Regions from separate parts of the Xenopus tropicalis genome. Here region 1 is linked to region 2. A link is a contact called in public Hi-C data. All regions are on one chromosome and are shown on one strand. The core of a region is the stretch at or near the end of the contact, and the rest is flanking DNA. Distances in the headings are between cores, read along the strand shown.

Evidence for each region. A called contact is a pair of places that touch in the nucleus more often than the background predicts.
Region 1: a Hi-C map of neurula embryo shows a contact between it and region 2, with 2.0 times the contacts expected there. The contact joins two enhancer-like sites. A contact is called at or near these places in 2 of 5 Hi-C or Micro-C datasets (brain and neurula embryo).

What each region holds. Positions count from the first base shown.
Region 1 is chr4:65,156,668-65,159,791 of UCB_Xtro_10.0, reverse strand. All of the region lies in intron 1 of gse1 (genetic suppressor element 1), which reads left to right. Among named protein-coding and RNA genes, the nearest start is that of gse1, 27 kb to the left of the region's middle. Within about 2 kb of position 1,466, at least 3 of the 11 cell types and tissues checked have an H3K27ac peak or open chromatin away from gene starts, as enhancers often do. A contact at or near this core is called in neurula embryo, where this site is marked.
Region 2 is chr4:65,010,927-65,014,053 of UCB_Xtro_10.0, reverse strand. All of the region lies in intron 2 of gse1 (genetic suppressor element 1), which reads left to right. Among named protein-coding and RNA genes, the nearest start is that of gins2, 170 kb to the right of the region's middle. Within about 2 kb of position 1,818, at least 5 of the 11 cell types and tissues checked have an H3K27ac peak or open chromatin away from gene starts, as enhancers often do. A contact at or near this core is called in neurula embryo, where this site is marked.

The DNA of each region.
Region 1 (3,124 bases), core at 217-2,716, 150 kb before region 2:
GCTCCTCTACTGACCTGCTCCTCTCTCATTCCCTCCTCACATGCTCGCATTCAAGACTTTGCAAGGGCTGCCCCCCTTCTCTGGAATTCGCTCACACAAACTGTCAGACTTTCACCCAATCTCTCTGCCTTCAAGAGTTCTCTAAAAACACATTTATTCAGAGAATCTTACCCTAATCTAGTTTAGCAACACCCTGTGCCCATTCCCACACCTTGTGTCTCAACCCTTTCTCCTTGTAGATTGTAAGCTCTTTTCACAATCCTACTTATAGAATACCCATCGACCACGGTTCCCCCTTCAGAAAATAAAAGTGCATAACATGTAACATTCCTAATATAAGCAAATTTGTAACAACAAGAAAAAAGAAAATCGCACAATCTTCAATACATGGTATCCACATGCAAGATGACACATATGCTTATAACCTCTTTACAACACCATAGCCATCCCCTTTAAGAAAAAATTGTTATATAATACCAGAAATACTTTCTTTAAGCAATGCTTCCTTTTAGATAAATGCATACAGGTCATATTCTCTATTAAGCCCCCGTGGATGTAATGTCTGCAAATTATGAATTCTGGAGTTGTAGATATAGAATATCCATCGTCCAGGGTTCCCTCTTTGGAAAATAAAAGTGCACAAAATTTTTTTGGTGCACGCACGTGATTTTTACCCCTTCTGGATCCTAATTAGCATATGCTAATTTGGATTTGGTTCGGCAAATCTGGGATGGATCCATTGGGATGGATTCGGCGGTTCCAAAAAACTGGTTTCGGTGCATCCCTAATATATATATATGTATATATATATTTTTAAAATATTTTATTAGAGTACATAGGCAATGCATGTGGTAAATAGTTCCACTTTCTTTTCCACTTCAAAGCCATGACAATAGGCTCCTCTTCTTCAATATACTTTTCCCCCTCCCCTTCAAGATACTTTTTTTTTTGTAGAGAAATATTCACATTCTATATTACGAGCCCCTCCCTGGCCTTTGTTTTCTTCATCTTTTGTGACATGGCTGAACCCCTTCTAGTTATGTCTTAAGGAAAAGCCAGACAGAATAGTGAAGTGATTAGTAATATAAAAGTCATTCTGTGAGCATTTGCATTTGCAATAATATTTTTTTATCTCTTCATGATGTAAATTTTTCCTAGAACATAATGGGTTAACACTTTGATAAAGGACGCTCTGAACATCTCTTTCTCCTATCTGTCCTGCATTGTCTGGCACCGCCAATGGAAACCTGAGCCACTAAGGATGTGGAAGAACATGCAGACATTTTAGGAATAGCATCCAAACACCCTCCACCCTCTTTGTTTTACCCTTCCTTCCTAGCTCACACACATATATACACACATACACTGTGCTTTCTCTTCTTTCCCTGGGCACATAGCCAGACCTTTGTTGTGGCTGGCCCAGTTCAGCCTTTGGTAGGAGCGAGCCTAGAAGCACTGGAATGCCGGTAATCTGCCTCAGAGTTGATTGATTGCCCTTGACACTTAGATTCTCTCAGGCTCTGATTTCAGCAGGATTCCTCCCTCCCACCCACAGTCAGCTTTCTTCCCTTATAACTTGCTGAAACAGTGACAGGGTGTGAGTGTGTGCGCATATCAAAAAAAAAAAAAAAGCATGGCTCAAACCCACTGTACTCTAAGTCACCAAATCACAGCACAGTTCCACATGTAATATCACTGGCTTTTTATGGCAAAGGAAAGCACCTTAGAAAATACAACTGAAGCTGTCCATTTGCCTTCAAAAATAATAAAATCCTTCTTGACTCCAAAAAAGCAGTCATATCCAACATTGCACAGGTATGGGATCACTTATCCGGAAACCCGTTATCCTGAAAAGTTACAGAAATTACAGAAAGGCCATTTCCCATAGACTCCATTATAAGCAAATAATTCTAATTTTTAAAAATGATTTCCCCTTTTCTCTGTAATAAAAAACAGTACCTTGTACTCGATCCTAACTAAGGTATAATTAATCCTTATTGGAGGCAAAACAAGCCTATTGGGTTCAGCGCCGGATTTCTAAACCGCGTGCCCCAAGGCCGTTCCGATTCTGCGCCCCCCTAACCCCACCTCGGCGCGTGCTGCAGCGGGGCAGCATGCCGCCCCTAAGTTTGTGCCGCCCTAGGCCCGGGCCTTTGTGGCCTCGCCACAAATCTGGGCCTGATTGGGTTTATTCAATATTTAAATGATTTTTAGCAAACTTAAATTCCAAATTATGGAAAGATCACACGACAAGGAATTTAAAGCTTTCACTTTCTAACTTCTTCTCTTATTATTTTTTAAAAAATATCTTTTTAAATAAAAACATATGGGTTTATATTACTAATCAGTTTTGGGTTGAAGAAAACATTGAAGCATGATGTGGGCTGTGCAGTTCTACTGCTGTGTAAAAATAAAAAGATTATTTTTTTTTTTTATCAGACTATGATCTTAAACAACTATGTGCTATTTTCTCTCCCCAATAAAAGTTTAGTTAGTGCTTCAGTAACTTTATAAGGAAGGAATAAATTAGAAAAATATCAGTGCAGTCAGAGACTTCCATTGAAGTCATGTTGAGAGATAAACAAATCCATAAACTGGATTAATGTGTGCCTAACATCTCCTCCCTCTCAGAAGTCATAGTAAGCACACAATGAACAGATGTATGTATTTATTTTACAGTATTTGTTATTGATTATGTAATGTTTATTAGTAGTTGGCCCTTGGGTTTTCTAGATAAGAGGCTTTTTTTCAACGTGGAGAATGCTGTGTCTTCTTGAGACTACTTAAAATACCTTAAGAAAAAAAATGAATATTTTTCCATTGGCAGAAATAACTACAGAGGAAAACCAAGTCATTAAAAAGATTTGTTTGTTCAGCACATTGTAGGAATAGTATTGCAGTATTTGGTATTGTTTTGGATAATGGGTTTCTAAGTAACAGATCCAGAACTGTATCAGTGAAAAGAAAACTCAGTAATGAATCCAGTACTGTAAGTCTATAGCCACACGGGGCGGATTCTCGAACTGTAGATAAATGCAGGCAGAGAATTCACCCGTACTCTTCAAAAAGCTTATCGTTGTGCCTGTACCTGGAATCATTGTGTTAGCCTGGGGGCTTGAGCAAC
Region 2 (3,127 bases), core at 569-3,068:
TAGACTTTCTGGGGTCAGGGGCACAGCTTTTCCACTCCCTTATTAAATATGTTTCTAACTCAGCACTGTTAATCCGTCAGAGACAGAGACAAAGTTTGGGCGTTTCTTCCAGACTTCATGGAGTTTCATTTGACATCCAAATGTTGGTCACTTAATTGAGTCGCTTAATTTGCACATTAAGGATTTATTCATTAAAAAGGACCAAATAAGGCATATGTACTTATCATCTTTTAGTTAAAAAAAAATGCATATATTATATACCAGTTCTTCTCTTCTGCCAATGGTGAATTTTGTATTTGTTGCAGTTCATGCTTTGTGATTCCTTTCTTGAAATTACCAATAGGGCACAATTCCCTGTGTGTCACTGCCTTAAAAGGAAACAAATAATAAAAAAAAAAAAATTAACATCCTTTGGTGCTGATTTTTCCCTAAGTTTTTGTAGGGTGATACATGTAAATACCCTTTTCCACAGGTCTGGTAACCTGCAAGGTTTGGAGCAAGTTAACTAGTGACACTCATGAGATATATGTAACTGTACAATGTGACAATGAGGAAAGAGTGAGCAACTACTAGAAACTACTAGAAATCAAAAATTAGGTTTCTGTAAGGCCCAAGGGAGTAAAGTCGTGACTCGCTGCTATTGTACATTATTTTTTATTTGGATAAATGATCAAACAGTATTGTTCTAATAATAAAAATATTTTTAGTATTATTATCAATACAAAGAGCAATGAGTAGTAAATCTACCACAATACTTTCTGGGGGCATAGTTAAAAATACTCAGTAGAGAGCAATAAAAATTTCTGGCCTTCTTTAAAAATATTGGGCCTGGAAGTCTGCATCAGTGTTGGGTGCACTTTTGGGCCAGTTAGTGGCAGGGTCGGGCTGGTGGGTGCAGGGCTTACCGGGGCTACTGCCTCAGGGGCCCCTGTACCCCCCCAAATGGGCCCCCACTGCGGCCTTCAGCACGTTGGTGGCTTGGGGAGGCACCCTGCAGGGACAGGGCCACCGGGGCCCACCTGATTTTTTCTCAGTGCCCAATCCGACCCTGGTTAGTGGTCAGGAGCTTAGGTTGATGCCACAAGGGGATAATTCTTGGTCTGCAGATAAACTCAAGCTGAGAATTAGCCCCTGTGCTGGCATCAGCCTTTCCCTGTGCTAGAAGCATTGCGTTGGGCCAGGTACAGGAACACATATCAGACTTTGGTACCAAAACACACAAGAATGCATTTTGGCGCCAAAATCCGTTTCATACACCCAATCCTTCAGGTGCAAAGAAAGGCTGATGCCAGTGTAGGGTCTCATTCTTGGCCTGCATTTATCTGCAGGCCGAGACTCAAGCCCATGTGTCACTAGCCTCTTGTTGGCAACTCTGGTGTTAACTGCTGTTTAAAATATTGCATTATCACAAAGAGAATAAGACTGTGGCTTTGGACCTACATTTGAAAAGCAAACACTGTAAACCGTAAATGGCACATGATGTGTAACTTGACTGGGTGTTTGTAATTTCTGATAATCACAATATAACAAGCTAATTTAAATCCTTAACCTCAATGTATTCTTAGTGGGATGGGCGTATACTCTCAGGGAGTGTTTCTTCCTATGGAGAGAGGGCGCAGGAAGATATCTAATCAGTGATAATTAAAATTACTAATGTTTCCTTGATAGCTGCTGTTTTAAATCAGATAACTGTGTGGCCTTTCAGCACTCTGCCTTTAACCCAATTAATGTTACTTGGCAACTGAAGGGTTGTTAGAACAAGAGCCCCTGAAGGCCTGACCTCCTGACTGCTTGTGGTTTGGGCTCTCCCCTTTATTTATTGCCCTTTGCCCTTCAAGACCTTTAAAGTCTGTTTTTGATCCTTTGTATGAAGCCCCTAGCTGAGAGGTCAGCAGGTTTTTTAACCATTTGAATGAACTGTGTGACACTTCTTCTGTGGCACAGAACTAGAATAGCATGCATGAATGCACATGTGTATGTGTGTGTTTGTGTGTGTGTGGTGGGGGTTAGGGAATGGGTTGGTAATCACTGATCACCCTGCCTGCAATCCCGTCTGTAACATGCACCTGCCGTTGATCAGACAGTGGTTCAAACCAGTGTACAGATTCTACAAGAGGGAACATTAGTATATGTATAGAATGTATTGCATATTTAGAAGACAAAACATATAAAGGATTGTCCTCAGCTGCCTTACAGAACCTTCATAAGGCACAGGGTAAGATGGGGCCAGATGGATGTGCCCTGATGTGTGTGGCAGGGCACAGGTGCTGATTAAGCTGCTATGGCATCCGAAGCACTCCTTCCCCCTGCAGAGGATTAGCAGTCAGGAAAGGCAGGCTGTTTGTGTGAGCTGCTCAGATAGAGGAAAGCAGTAACAGTCCCTCAGTGTAATCACTGGAAGGGAATGCAGGATTCTTTAGTATTCCAGGAGAGAGGGGAGATAACAAGCCAGCAATCTGCTTTCCTCGCAGAGCCACCCTGAGCAGCTGATAAGCAAGGGCACTGAGCAACTGCCTGCCATCTGCCACTTGCAGCCCTATTATTTATCATTCACAGGCCAAGATAGGTCTAACGGGATTCTGTCTGGATAGGGCAGAGGCTTTAGGGTAATCCCAGCTATGACCATGCAGCCTTCCCCAGGAAATGCTGAATTACCTATCTGTAGGTAATTTTAAAATTGAAAGCTCCACGAGTATTTATTAGAAGCTTTTTACAGTATTTTATCAGTATTAACCACAGATCCGCAATATAGACAGAACCTCAGATTTCCACCTCTGCCTCTTGTGTATTGGGCTGTGGGAGGCTTATTCTGGGTTCAAGGTTTGTTACCAGACGATAAATCTTCACTATTGTGGGTGACTAATCTCCCCTGCATGCCATCCCACCAGCAAGAATGTAAATCAACTGTGGGGTGGTATACACATTGCTTCAGTCTCCCACAGTGTCCTTGCAAAACAAACTGAAGCAACGCGTATGCCATCGCTCCAGCAGTTTACATTCTTGCTGGTGGGATGGCATATTGCGGGGATTAGTTGCCCTGCAATAGTGAAGATTTATCGAGGGCAACTAATCTCCCCGTGTGCCAGTGCTCTAAGAGGGGGCTGATCACTGATGTCATGAGGTAGGG